4 separate regions of the Mus musculus genome follow, and all the other regions are linked to region 4. Evidence: chromatin contacts called from public HiChIP or PLAC-seq and promoter capture Hi-C data. All regions are on one chromosome and are shown on one strand. The core of a region is the stretch at or near the end of the contact, and the rest is flanking DNA. Distances in the headings are between cores, read along the strand shown. Region 1 overlaps Rgmb (repulsive guidance molecule family member B). Region 2 holds the start of Prdm9 (PR domain containing 9). Region 3 holds the start of 5830433I10Rik (a long non-coding RNA gene). Region 4 holds the start of BC002059 (cDNA sequence BC002059).

Region 1 (3,324 bases), core at 37-2,536, 1.1 Mb after region 4:
AAATGGATTTCATGCTGGTCACAGCTGAGTGCTTGCTTGTTGAGAGCTTGTGTTGTAATTGTTCTGAGGAGTGGCATGGAATTACAAAACTCAAGTCATGTGAAACTGCTACCCAGAGTTTTTTCTACACTGCATTGATTATGAATCTAGGTCCCTGCTCAGGTACACACTTAAACTACAAGGGACTTCTCAGGGACCCTTCCCCATGCTCTGAGGTTCTTTCAGCCCCTTGCCATGTTGATTCAACAGATAATTCTACACACATGGCCAACTGAAAGATAGCACTGTAATTTTATCAGACAGAAAGTCTCATCAAGTAAAATGAGTAGACAAAATCTATAAGGTAGAGTAGAATATTCGATAGGTACAGGCCCAAGAGAACACTAGTTTTCCATGTGCCCTGCTGTATCACAGAGGATAAGTGGGTGAGGGGTGTTTAAAACTAGTCCTGAGTTCCACGTTGGAATTGCTGTGCCTAATGAAAACGGCAGGCTTGGTTAAACATGAAACTATTCCACTCATCTTAGCATTGACTCCTGTGTGTCTTTTTTGGTAACTGGTTTGCAATTGGATAGCTCTGCTTTGTTGCCCCAACAAAACTGAATTCCTTTTCTCTCTTCCTAATGTGAACAAAATGTTCATAGTCCTTGCATGCAATGCCAAGTTGGTTTAAACAAGTTTGTTAGACCAGAAAGACACGTTACTGAGTTGTTGGATTTTCTCAGTTTTTGACTGTGTTTCAGCTGAGCCGATCTGTGCTCAGGACTATGTGAAACAATGTTACTGACTTTGCTCTTAGCTGTCTGTGTTGGTTAACCTTCAGTGTTTTCTATCCTTCCCCCAGTGTTTCCAGGTACGGAATTTACTTGAATTTAATCTTTTCACCTCCTAGCAATCCCAGCTTGTCTTAAAAAAGGACTTGTCAAACTGACTTTAGAGCCACCAAATAAATGTGTTTTATAGTCTCCTTAGATACCCACCTCAGACCGCCTCACAGGGGAAGGTCCCATGGTTAGAGTCAGCAGTTCTCCTCAAGTCATCTCTAGTCACCTTCTCTGGCTTGTAAAGAAGGTGTTGAAATGTGAGAAGGGCTGGTCGTCGTGAAATCAAATTGTGGCTCTGGGTAATTAGGGGAGAAAGCCCAGGGTTTCACAGCACATTGTCTGGCTTTCAGTTGCAGCTGCAAACAACGGATATGAACTTAGCCAGTTGCTGCAGTGCAGCTGCCTCAGAGCTGGGCTTTGTAACTGGCTGAAGTCAAATGAAATGACTGGAAAATTCCAGTCAAGTACCACCAGTGGGAACATGTGGAATTAAATAGTGTGAGCAACTGCTGGCTGACTTGGGGAGAAACTTCAGACGTGAGCTTGAGGGTGGTAGTCAGGATTTGGGGGGCATTTCTGGCCTCTTAAACAAGGGTCCATTGTTTTGACTAGTTTCCTTGCAGGAGCTAAGTCTCACGGCATCAGAGTTTCGTGGAGTGTGTGGCTTATCTGCCTTCTTGACTCAAGTCACCCAGTCCTTTATTCTTTTTTTTTTTTAATTTAAAAAAAAAAACCGGAACAAACAAACTTACTGCATAACTGGCTCTGTAACAAACTGCTACTGCGTAAACTGAATCTCAGAGGCTCTGTCAGATGGTGCTGGGGGAGGGGCACACAGAACTCTGCCCCTTCCTACTTAACCTGTCCCCTCAGAAGCTGACTGCAAAACTGGGAACAGGTTCATTTGCTACAGTTTTTTATAATTGTTATAACAAAAGGATTCCGCAAGGACAAGAGCGGTCTTACTGAGGAAGGTTTTGTATTTATCAATGGGTAAGGGTTTTTTTTCCCTCTCTGAACTATTTGCTTCATTTGGAAAATTAAGAGCTTACTGGGAAAAGCTGTGAGGAGTCAGGCCCCTGGTGGAGTTTAAGGAAACCATCTTCTGTTCCGAGGTTTGGAGCATGTTATCTCTGCCAGTGCTTGAGAGCCATGCTTGCCAAATAATTCCCTGTCACAGGGATTAAGCACTTATGCAAAACATTTGATTAAGAGACTTAAAGAGATCTCTCCCGAGGCACATGATTGGTAGTTGTTGCGGATACCCCACCCCCACCCCCAAAGAGCCTCTGTCTTGTCTCTCAGTATTTATATTAATAGTGATGAGTCGTGCAAAATGGAGATAGTCAGTGAATGATCTCTGTAGAAGGCAGGGCTCTGTTAGATATATCATTAATTAAGCCCCTAGAAGCTTCTGTTCATCTTAGCCAGGAACCTCCACCCTCACCCCAACTATGCTCTACTTTAGTTAGTTTTAGAAGGAGACAAATAAATGTACTGTTCCCAAGGCTCGCTCCAAAGCAGGCGTAGGGAGCTCTGCTGTGGAGTGGCGCCCTCCCCCCAGCTGTGTTAACTTGTGCATCTTCCACCCCACAGGTCACGATTATCTTCAAAGCACAGCACGAGTGCACGGATCAGAAGGTGTACCAAGCTGTGACAGATGACCTGCCGGCCGCCTTTGTAGATGGCACCACCAGTGGGGGGGACGGTGACGTGAAGAGTCTTCACATCGTGGAGAAGGAGAGTGGCCGCTACGTAGAGATGCATGCCCGCTACATAGGCACCACAGTGTTTGTGCGACAGCTGGGTCGCTACCTAACCCTCGCTATCCGGATGCCCGAAGACTTGGCCATGTCCTATGAGGAAAGCCAGGACTTGCAGCTGTGTGTGAATGGCTGCCCCATGAGTGAATGCATTGATGATGGACAAGGCCAGGTGTCTGCTATCCTGGGGCACAGCCTGCCTCACACCACCTCAGTGCAGGCCTGGCCTGGCTACACACTGGAGACTGCCAGCACCCAATGCCACGAGAAGATGCCGGTGAAGGACATCTATTTCCAATCGTGTGTCTTCGACCTGCTCACCACTGGTGATGCCAACTTTACTGCTGCAGCCCACAGTGCCTTGGAGGATGTGGAAGCGCTGCACCCAAGAAAGGAACGCTGGCACATCTTCCCCAGCAGCTGTGGGGGATGTAGGGATTTGCCTGTTGGTCTTGGACTCACATGCTTGATCCTTATTATGTTTTTGTAGGAGTTGTTTCTTGTCTTTGTTTTGTTTTTTTGTTTTTCTGAGTTTCTTTTTTTTTTGTCTATAACAAAATTTTAAATATATATTGTCATAATATATTGAGTGAAAAAGTATATATGTATATACCATGTATATGACAGATGTTTGTCCTGGAACACCAGATTGTACATTATGTGTTTGGCTGTTTTCACCTATGTTGGTTATAGTGTTGTTTTTTTGATTGTATCAATTTTGTTTTGCTGTTTTGTGA
Region 2 (3,260 bases), core at 146-2,645, 1.4 Mb after region 4:
CCGGCTTCCCGGTGCCCAGCTCCAATTGGAGATTGACTGAAACCCCACTCTAGAGCAGACCTAAGCACTTAAAGCTCTGCTCCATGGTTTTAAGACCTTTAGTAGACAGGACACAGGTCAGGTAACACAGCCTGCCACATTGAAAAAGAGGAGTCTGAAGGAACGGACGCCGCACAGAGAACAAGTGTGCGCCTGCGCGCTGGCCACTACCTGATTCGTGCAGGGGCCTGGCAATCCCAGCGAGGGGAGGGGCAGCCTGGAGAAAGCCACGGGCAGGAATTGCACCCTGACTGACAGGCAGAGCTCCGCCCTCCGCTTTTCTTGTTCCCGCCCCTCAGCCAGCTGTCTGTCAATTGGCGGATTCTCCTGTCAGTCAGCCTCGGAACTCCTCAGAGGGACGAACGCCGGCGGTGGCCTCAGAGCCGCGGGATTCTGGACCATGAGTGCAGGCGAAACCTTCAGGACCAGCGAGGCTTTCTAGGCTCAGCCCGTGAGACCCCATATCCCCTAAATTAGATTCGGACCCCCTCAGCGTGACACGCGCGCGCGCGCTCACACGCACACACCCGGTCACCTCAGCTTCTCGGGAACTCCAAACGCCCTTTGGCTGAGTGAGGTCCCAAATGCACTTGTGCGGAACCAACCCAGCCTCTGCCTGAGGAACCTGGGTAGCTCGCCTCAGAGAGACTAAGTTTCCAGACAGGAAACCTGGACTCTCAGCGTAGAGACTCTCCTAAGCCCCAAAGACCCCAGACGCCCTCGGTCTCGAGGACCTGTCTGTCACTCCAGATTGGCTTCCAGAGATCCTAAATGCTCTCGTCCCGCAGGACCCTAAATACCTCCGACGTGACAAATCCCAACTCTTCGTGACATAATCGTCAAATCTCGTCAGACTGCGAGTCTCCAAACCTTATTTCACAGCCTGAAAGACTCCTCTAGCCTACGAACCCAATTCCTTCAATCTGATGCACCCCACTCCTCAGCCCGAGGTCCCCAAAGTTAAAATCTCAGCCAGAGCGTTCCTACATTTTCACCAGAGGGACTTCAATCCCTTGTACTCGGGATTCCCGAATCCATTTACCTGAAAACATCTTTCAGACCCTGGCTGACTCCTTGGTCCAGATGAAGAGCAAGTGGGAATGGGGTGGGGGGGGACACCGGTTGGCGGGAGGAATCTTCCTTCCTTGCTGTCGCAGGTCCTGACCCGGACGGAGGGTCGGTGCCTAGGTTTAGGGCTCAGTCCAGAATCCTTGCTCCTGCACCAGAGTACTAGACCTCGGAGTCCGAAGAAGCTGCCTGTGTTGGCTGCATGGATTCCCAGCCCCTAGCTCCTTCCCATGTGCTGGTGGGCATCTCTGATCGCCTAAGGCCCTTAGTTACCTCTTCATCCATAGGACCATAGGACCCTGGACCTCTCCAGTGAAATGTCCTGCACCATGAACACCAACAAGCTGGAAGAAAATAGTCCTGAAGAAGATACAGGGAAATTCGAGTGGAAACCCAAGGTAGTACGAAGTTATCCTTGAGTCAGGAGGATCATGGGGTGGGCAGAGGCAAACAGCCTTGAGTACCAATACCATATTGATTTTTCCTATGACAAGAAGGTGGGTCCCGATATGTGAGAGAGGAAAGGCTCATTAGCAACTGCTCTGTCAGCATGAACATCCAGTGTTTGCTTAAAGAAGGTTCTGGGAATGGGAGGATAACCTTGGTCACTGAGACCACATTCCAGGGTCCCAAGCCCGGCCCAGCATGTTCCGTTTTTTGTTTTTATTTTTTTTCCCCCAGGTCAAAGATGAATTCAAAGACATTTCCATATACTTCTCCAAAGAAGAATGGGCAGAGATGGGAGAGTGGGAGAAAATTCGCTATAGAAATGTGAAAAGGAACTATAAAATGCTGATTTCAATAGGTAACAAGAAGTCTTCGGTTGAACCAGTCTAGATTAAAAAAATAAAATCTCAGTTCCCATGTTCCCATGTTATGTTAGGGTCTTCCCAGGTATCTACAGTGGTACAGTTCCCAATGGAGACAAGTTTAGAGGAAACGTGTGTGTGTGTGTGTGTGTCTGTGTGTCCAGGACTAAATGTTAGCACTGGCCCTGTAGAGATCTCATCTCCACACCCAGAGCCTACCTGGCCTTGTGATACATTTGTTCCATCCTCTAGGGCCTTTTTAAGAGGAATATTTTGCTGCTTTTCAGGTCTCAGAGCCCCTAGACCAGCTTTCATGTGTTACCAAAGGCAAGCAATGAAACCCCAAATAAATGACAGTGAGGATTCTGATGAAGAGTGGACACCTAAGCAACAAGGTGAGGAGAGGCTAGGAGAGTTTAGAAGTGAGGTGAGGGGGCAGGAGAATTTAGAAGTACCCATCGGAAACCAAGCCAGATTTAGGTTCCATAATGTCTCAGAACCAACTTCTGAAAACTGGGTGTTTCAGAATCAAGGGTCAGCAAACAAACAAGATGCAATGCAAAATTAATAGTAAGAATCTATTCCTGTACATTTTAAAATATGTGAAAACTATATGCTATTTATAAATATAATAAATATGAAATATATACAAATCTGGGCATGAACAAGAAATATCAAACCCAAAGTAGCTAGGATAAGCACCTTACCTAGTCTGTAGCCTGCGTGCTTATTATTAATCATGTAAATATGACCATGGTTGTGCAAATGTCTCTTCAAGATCTTATTTTCACTCTTTATATGTACATAAAGAAATCTAAATCATAAAGTAATTCTATTTTAATTTTTTTTTTTGAGACAGGGTTTCTCTGTGTAGCCCTGGCTTTCCTGGAACTCACTCTGTAGACCAGGCTGGCCTTGAACTCAGAAATCTGCCTGTCTCTGCCCCCCAAGTGCTGGGATTAAAGGCATGGGCCACCACGCCCAGCTCTATTTTAATTTTTGAGGGACTTACTATTTCTGGTAGCTGTGCCATTTTATATTCCCATCAAAGGTGGTCATTCAAGCATTCCAATTTGTCCTCATCCTTGCCATTACTTCTTATGATATATCACTGGGACTTTAATTTTCATTTCCCTGATAACTAATTGTGTTGAACACTTTTTTCTATGCTTGTTGGCCACTTAAATATCTGGAGAAATGTGTGCTCGTTGCATTAATTAGGTAGCTAAAGAGCTGTCAACAAAATATCATGTGCTAAATTTTTAAGCAGAAATATATTTCTTACAGTTCTAGAGGCTAGAAATCCAAAATGGGAGTGCTGCCTTGTCAGGTTTCAACAATGGC
Region 3 (3,310 bases), core at 265-2,764, 1.2 Mb after region 4:
TAAGCCCGACTTAGAACTCCCAGAAATGGACCTAGGCCATCAGACTAGAGGTGGCTCGAAGGCCCAGACGCCTTTCACGTACAAGAACTAGGCATCTATTAAGTGCATTCTTGCTTGCTAGGACTTAGCCTGCCACTGCTAGTGCTGTTTTGACAGAAGAGCAACAAACTTTCCAGACTAATTACTACTGTGTAGCACTATTTATATAGATTCCTAAAACAAAGTAACATATACATACTCCCAAAGAGGAGAAAATGCTACTCGGTAACTTCGACAAACAAACGACGAGAGGGTAAGGGTTATGTTTACTGAAGCACTAACTCCTATTACTAAGAACTTCATATCCAGCTAAGGAAAGTTTTTAAATGTTCATTCGGAAAAGAGAGTAATAAAAGGTTATCATGATCTTAGCAAAACTACAAACGTCAAAACAGACAGTTTTTACCAGGTAAACCAATGGTAGAGTGGAAAAAAAAATTATATACCCAGTAAGGTACTTAAGACGCCTTGAAAAAAAACATAAAAAGGCAATACAAAGAATACACACTGTATCTTATTTTCAAGGCAAACGACGGGGACGGGGGTGGGGAGCAAGACAATATTTCCACCTCTCAAGATTTCCGCCAGAGCACTAGAGTCACCTACAAGCCAACCACGAATAAACAAAGGAGATCTCTGGCAGGGGAGGGAGAGGAAGAAGCGGGGGAAGGAGACGTCAGATCCTTCCCCAGCCAGAAAGTACCACCAAGACACACTCGGGACGCAACAGAGTTGTCCTCCGACTCCAGCAGAGACTTAACTGATTATTTCCACTCCAAAGAACAGAGGGGCCAAACAGGCTGCTGCCACCTCCGCCCGGGGGGCCGACTCTGCACCTGGATCAGGATTTCCAACCTGCAGAGCTCAGTCTCCATACCTCTGGGAGAACAGGTCACCTAAGATCCACAGCACTCAACAGTAATTCCTAACGTTAACTATTAATTCCAGCCCCGGTGAAACCGGCCGAAGTCCTCCACCTCCTCTCCGCAAAGTCTGCGCTGAGAAAGTTCACTCGCCTAGGCGCTTTCCCTTTCACCTTCCTCTCGCCCCTCAAGATGGCTTTCCCCGTCCGCTGGACTTCCTTTCCAGCCTCGCCTCCTTTCTCCGTCCGGCCCTAAGTTCTCCTCCGAGCGCCCGGACTCCGGACGCTCCCGCGTCTCAACAATAAGAGCCCCCGAAGTGGCCAGGGCTCCCTCTGCAGCCTCCTTCCCCGCCTGGCAGTTGCCGGGCTCCCGGCTAAGTTTGCCGGGCGGCGCCGCGCGGGGCCGCTGCACCTTCTCCCCGCAGCCGGGCGCCGCGGCCTCCTTCCCGCCTCCCGCTCCCGCAGCCCCGCCGCGCGCCCTCCCGGGCTCGCCCGGCCACCGCCCCCTCCCCCCCACCCGCCCCGCGCTCCCACGTGCTGGTCCCCTCCGCGCGCCGGGCAGCGCCGCCAGGCCGCTGAGGATGCGCCGGGCCGCTCTCCCACGCCCCCGGCGCCGCGCCGGGCCTCGCGGGCCTCGCCCGCTCCCGGCCTCCCCGGCCTCGCCGACCCGTCCTTACCGGCGGGCACAGGGCGAAGGGTGGCGCGGGCCGGCGCCTCGGGCGGAGGATGCCCCGCGCGGGGGCCCGCGATCCTGGATGCCCAGGCCGCGGGACCCGCGCCGCGGACGGCAGAGGGGGAGGGGAGGCAGCGGGCGGAGACGCGCGGAGCTGGGGAGCGGGTCCGACGATCAGTTCATCTCCGGGCGCCCGGGCCGAGCGGGAAGTACCGAGGGCGCCTCCTCCGTCCGCGCTCCCGCCCCGCCGCTTATCGGCCGCCGGCAGCCGCCATGACGCCAAGACCGCGATCGAGCGCAACCGTCTCCGCCGCGCGGCGCCGCCGAGGTCGCTGTCGCCTCCGCCTCCCGAGCGACGTCACCGCCTCGGTTCACTCCCCTTCCCGGCGCGCGGCGGCGGCGCGCACGCCCGGCCTTTCCGCCGACGCGCGGGGGCGGGGCGGGGCGGGGCGGGGCGCCGAGGTGGTGCACGCCCCTCGGGGAAAGCCACCGAGTCCAGCCCAGGCTCGGCCTTCGCACTCGTAACCGGCGCTACCCCTGGCGTTCGTGGGGCTCCCGGGGATGGGCGCTCTGGTCACGGCACGGATGCGCAGGGATCCAGAGCGGGGGCCCAGGACTGCCTGCGGTGGGGGCCGGCCGCGCGCGCCGGGTGTCCGGAGTCCGGTCGGAGCTGCTGCGTCACCCGGGCAGCTAGAGAACTATTGGGCAACCTAGTCGCCTCCCGCTGCGATCTTTGCCTGGGCGACCAGCGACTAAGTCTCCTCCCGGGCGGGGCTTTAGTGAAAGAGAGAAAATAGAGTTCGAGCTGCTGACCTCCCAGGACGCTCCTTGATTCGTGTGTGGGTGGCCCATGCCTGGTTCATAAAAGAACTTTTACAACTGTGCCTGCCTAGATCGCTCCCTGGAATGCGGGTGGAAGGGTGCCGTGCGGAATCGGAACTGGAGGGGCGTTGGTAACTGGATCTAAGGTGCTGCAGCTTAGTTGACAGTTACTGTCATTACTGTATCCGCAGGCCTCAGTATGTCGAAGCAGAATCTCTTCAAGCGTGGTGATGTAGCAATCTATGTACGGTTTTCAATTTTGTTTTTATTATGCTTTTTGGTTTTGAAAGAGCGTTTTATTATGTAGCCCAGGGTGGCCTCAGGGTGATCCTTCGAAGTTTAGGCATTACAGGCAGGCGTGTGCCATCACCACAAGGCTGACTGTTTTTGCAAGGATTTGGAACTTTGTTTGCTTACTTGTTTTTAAATCAAAATTCTTTCTGATTTCATTACCTGGCCTGCAAATAAAAGATTCTTTAAAGACAGTATACAAAGCCAGGCTGGTCTTCCACTTCTCCATCTCCCTGCCTCAGCCTCCGGAGTGGTAGTAAAGGAATTGCTGGTGTACCCACCTTGTGGGTCTAACTTTTTAAAGTTTTCAACTTACTTTTTGAAGTTGCATTTTCTGTAGAGACCTCTCCTTCGAAGTCAAATGAGTTTGGCTGCCATAATATCTCCAAATGATTCTTAAGCTATTTGGGAAATTTCTAATGAAAATTTAAACTTTGCCCGGCGGTGGTGGCGCACACCTTTGATCCAAGCACTTGGGAGGCAGAGGCAGGCTGATTTCTGAGTTCGAGGCCAGCCTGGTCTACAAAGTGAGTTCCAGTACAGCCAGGGCTACACAGAGAAACCCTGTCTCGAAAAACCTAAAAAAGAAAGAAAGAAAGAAAGAAAGAAAGAAAGAAAGAAAG
Region 4 (3,233 bases), core at 628-3,127:
AGACCATAAACTCAGAATATCCAACATATAATTTGCAAAACACATGAAACTCAAGAAGAAGGAAGACCAAAGGGTGGATACTTTGATCCTTCTTAGAAGGGGGAACAAAATGCTCATGTGCGGAGTTATAGAGACAAAGTGTGGAGCAGACTGAACGAATGACCATCCAGAGACTGCCCCACTCAGGGATCTATTCCATATACAACCACCAAACCCAGACACTATTGCATATGCCAGAAAGATTTTGCTGACAGGACCCTGATATAGCTCTTCTTGCGAGGCTACGACAGTGCCTGGCAAATACAGAAGTGGATGCTCACAGTCATCTATTGGATGGAACACGGGGCCCCTAATGAAGGAGCTAGAGAAAGTACCCAAAGAGCTAAAGGGGTCTGAAACTCTATAGGAGGAACAACAAAATGAACTAACCAGTAACCCCCAGAGCTTTGTCTCTAGTTGCACATGTAGCAGAGGATGGCCTAGTCAACCATCAATGGGAGGAGAGGCTCTTGGTCTTGTGAAGATCATAAGCCCAAGTACAGGGAAATGTCAGGGCCAGGAGGAGGGAATGGGTAGGTTGAGGAGCAGGGCAGGGAGAGGCTATAGAGGGCTTTGGGGATAGCATTTGAAATGTAAATGAAGAAAATATCTAAGAAAAAATAAAAGTATGCATAGATACAGTGTCTTTCAACAATAGCAGGCTATTACCTTTTAGGGAAATGGCATCAATAAGATAATGTATGATCCCGTCATTATATGCAATTTTAGCTGCTGAAGTCTATAACCTGATACACATAAATAAAGCCAATTCCCCTTGATTCAAATTTCTGAATGGCCTTATCTAGATCAATGAAGTTTGGTTCAACATAACCTCCCCAGGTGGTATACCCACCAATCTGGATTATTTTTATTCACATGCATGACTTAATTTACCTTGGCAATTGTAAATTACACCATCAGAAGCTTGTTCATAATGATGACCCCTGCAGATGATTCCCTTAAACTACAGTGTAGGAGCTAGCTATTGTCTACACTGTTTAGCCCTGAACTGTACACAGTAAACTGTTCCTCCTGTTGAGGTCTGAAGACAGAAGCCATGCTCCATATGCAAGTACTTCTCCTTCTACTGCAAAGGGCAGTACATTACATGACTAAAATGAGCAATTTTAAAACTCTCTTGTGGTACAGCCATTTAACTAATAAATTACGAAGTTTAGCAAGGTAGAGAAAGAGACTAGGACCCACGTGTCAACATACTTTGTCTCAGAAACAATTTTATAAAAAAGATGAAGCTGTTCTAAAATTAGTCCACTTTTTTTGTTATTTCAAAAAAAAAACCCACAGAGAAATATTGAAAAAAATGTACTTTAATTCACCAAACACATGAGATACATATTAAACGTAGACAAATTTAACTCGAAATGAATGACAACCAAAATGCTAAATGCCAAGAGAAGAACTTGTAGAATACACGAAAGAAACTTAGCCTGTCTGACTTTGGCATCCTGCTAAGGGTGTTTCTATACACAGGACCCTGCTCGAAAGGTTTTGTGAATATTCAGCCCAGATAGCGAAGTTATGCAGGTGCCACCGTTGGGTCCAGAAGCGGCTAAAACCACGAGGCAACTCACAGGTGCCTGCATGTAGCTGCTGGTTCCGACCCAGCCTTCCGTAGGACCCAGCACACCCGATCCCGCTCCTCACCTCTGTGGGAAGTGACAATATCCTCATCATGTCGCACTTTCAGAACTTGCCTGAGTTTCCTTCACAGTACCCAGCAGCACACAGGAGAAATCACTTAAGCCTGCTTAATTACAGGGAACCAGAGAAAAGGGTTCCGGAAGAACCACCCTCCTCTTATGACAGGCAGGTCCCACAGGGAAACAGGAAAATGCATTCCGGAAGAACCACCCTCCGCTTTTGACTGGCAGATCTCCCGGGGAACCAGCAAAATGCATCCGGAAAAACTACCCTCCTCTTATGACTGACAGATCCTCCTTGATGCCGTGATTGGCCAGTAAATCTTGAGTGACAGGAGCAACTCTCAGGGTGAGAGGGTGCAAACGCAACTCGGAATAGTGGTTTATTGCACAGGCTTCCAATCTAGACGCACACCTATTCTAGATCAGCAGAGAGATGTATTTTGGTAGCAATTGTCCCAGGTTTCCGATAGCCTACACGCCAGCCTTTGCCGCCCCATCTCTCCAGCTCACCTCTGATTGGCTGCGTGCTCCTCCCCTTTGTGGGCTGTGACCTTGTTCTCAAGAGCCAGGACTCAAATTCTTGCCTGTGAGTCCACTGCCCTCAGAAGGTGCTTCCTCTTATTGCTAGTGGAATGAAGCATATTACTAAAGTTGCAGTGGAGTGAAAAATCTGTCTCACAAGTGGAAGGGTTCCCAGTTTAACTGCTAATTAAAGAGTGACTTTAAGAACCAACGTTTTGTATTGTGGCTTCTTACTGGGTTCAGGTAAATTGCACAAACTTTCCAGCTGGAGCTCTATTGTTATTCTATAATCTACTATTCTATTGTCTATTCCTCAGTAGGAAAGTGCTAAAAAATAAAATAAAATAATAAAGTAAAACCCAAAACACAGGTGTACTAGGAAAATGCTCTAGGGTCTCTCTATGTATGTGGAAAGTGGATTTATTAGTATGGCTCCCAAGCTGATAGCCAACTCTTGCAACTATAACTCTATACTGAAAGACTCCGAGAGGAGCCCCTCGCTCAGGCCTCAGGACAATAGCGGACACCCAAGAACTCACGACAGACCGAGCTTGTTGCAAACCACATGAGGCTTTATTCGGGGAAAGCCAGAGCTCTGGGGACGACTCATATCCCACGCAGGGGTAGAGGAGTCGTCCTCGAGGGGAAAGAGTTCCCAGTTTTTATAGGCCCTCAGGGGGGAAAGGAGAAGGGGGAGATTAGGGGATTTCCAGATCTAAACAATGTCTATTCTCAAGAAATGGGTATGGGAGGGGTACAAGGAAAGAGTCTAATGAAGGTGCAGCAATGGGCACACACCTGGTCAGAACTTTGGCAGACACACAGGTTCAAGGAGTGGCCAGAGCATTGTGCACCTCTATTTTTCTAAATCAGTGAAGCTAGTTCTGCTAACACTGACGTCTATCTTGCCAATTTCAGGGCTTCTGTGTCCTTTTACATTCTGCCAGGATCTTTCAATACCAATGGGAAGTTGAGCAATCCAGTGGTTGTTCAGTCCATGTGGCTGAA

The links. HiChIP or PLAC-seq counts read pairs in DNA pulled down with a chosen protein or histone mark. Capture Hi-C pulls out chosen DNA fragments and counts their contacts.
Region 1: an H3K4me3 HiChIP or PLAC-seq map of stem cell-derived neural progenitor cells shows a contact between it and region 4, with 7 times the contacts expected there. The contact joins the enhancer-like site here to the promoter of BC002059 in region 4. A contact is called at or near these places in 2 of 15 datasets of contacts at CTCF or cohesin (the NIH/3T3 cell line and large pre-B cells), 1 of 484 Hi-C or Micro-C datasets (bone marrow-derived macrophages) and 2 of 115 datasets of contacts at active chromatin or transcription factors (fibro-adipogenic progenitors and stem cell-derived neural progenitor cells).
Region 2: a contact with region 4 is called in a promoter capture Hi-C map of liver, with 3 times the contacts expected there. The contact joins the promoter of Prdm9 here to the promoter of BC002059 in region 4. A contact is called at or near these places in 2 of 39 promoter capture datasets (cranial neural crest and embryonic stem cells), 2 of 115 datasets of contacts at active chromatin or transcription factors (astrocytes and stem cell-derived neural progenitor cells) and 1 of 9 other capture datasets (liver).
Region 3: an H3K27ac HiChIP or PLAC-seq map of thymic regulatory T cells shows a contact between it and region 4, with 10 times the contacts expected there. The contact joins the promoter of 5830433I10Rik here to the promoter of BC002059 in region 4. A contact is called at or near these places in 4 of 39 promoter capture datasets (hippocampal neurons, pre-B cells, second pharyngeal arch cranial neural crest and 1 more), 1 of 484 Hi-C or Micro-C datasets (uterus) and 9 of 115 datasets of contacts at active chromatin or transcription factors (the NIH/3T3 cell line, embryonic limb bud, embryonic stem cells and 5 more).

What each region holds. Positions count from the first base shown.
Region 1 is chr17:15,806,898-15,810,221 of GRCm38.p6, reverse strand. It overlaps Rgmb (repulsive guidance molecule family member B), which reads left to right. Exons shown (of 5, transcript NM_001372257.1): 5 at 2,421-3,324. The coding sequence ends at 3,077. Among named protein-coding and RNA genes, the nearest start is that of Rgmb, 23 kb to the left of the region's middle. Within about 2 kb of position 1,286, at least 90 of the 459 cell types and tissues checked have an H3K27ac peak or open chromatin away from gene starts, as enhancers often do. A contact at or near this core is called in stem cell-derived neural progenitor cells, where this site is marked.
Region 2 is chr17:15,561,466-15,564,725 of GRCm38.p6, reverse strand. It overlaps Prdm9 (PR domain containing 9), which reads left to right and starts at 1,395. Exons shown (of 10, transcript NM_144809.3): 1 at 1,395-1,505; 2 at 1,789-1,912; 3 at 2,204-2,311. The coding sequence starts at 1,437.
Region 3 is chr17:15,703,581-15,706,890 of GRCm38.p6, reverse strand. It overlaps 5830433I10Rik (a long non-coding RNA gene), which reads left to right and starts at 1,514. Exons shown (of 2, transcript XR_001782213.2): 1 at 1,514-2,577. Chd1 (chromodomain helicase DNA binding protein 1) reads right to left here and starts at 1,924. Exons shown (of 36, transcript NM_007690.3): 1 at 1,579-1,924.
Region 4 is chr17:16,950,180-16,953,412 of GRCm38.p6, reverse strand. It overlaps BC002059 (cDNA sequence BC002059), which reads right to left and starts at 1,877. Exons shown (of 3, transcript NR_166921.2): 1 at 1,705-1,877.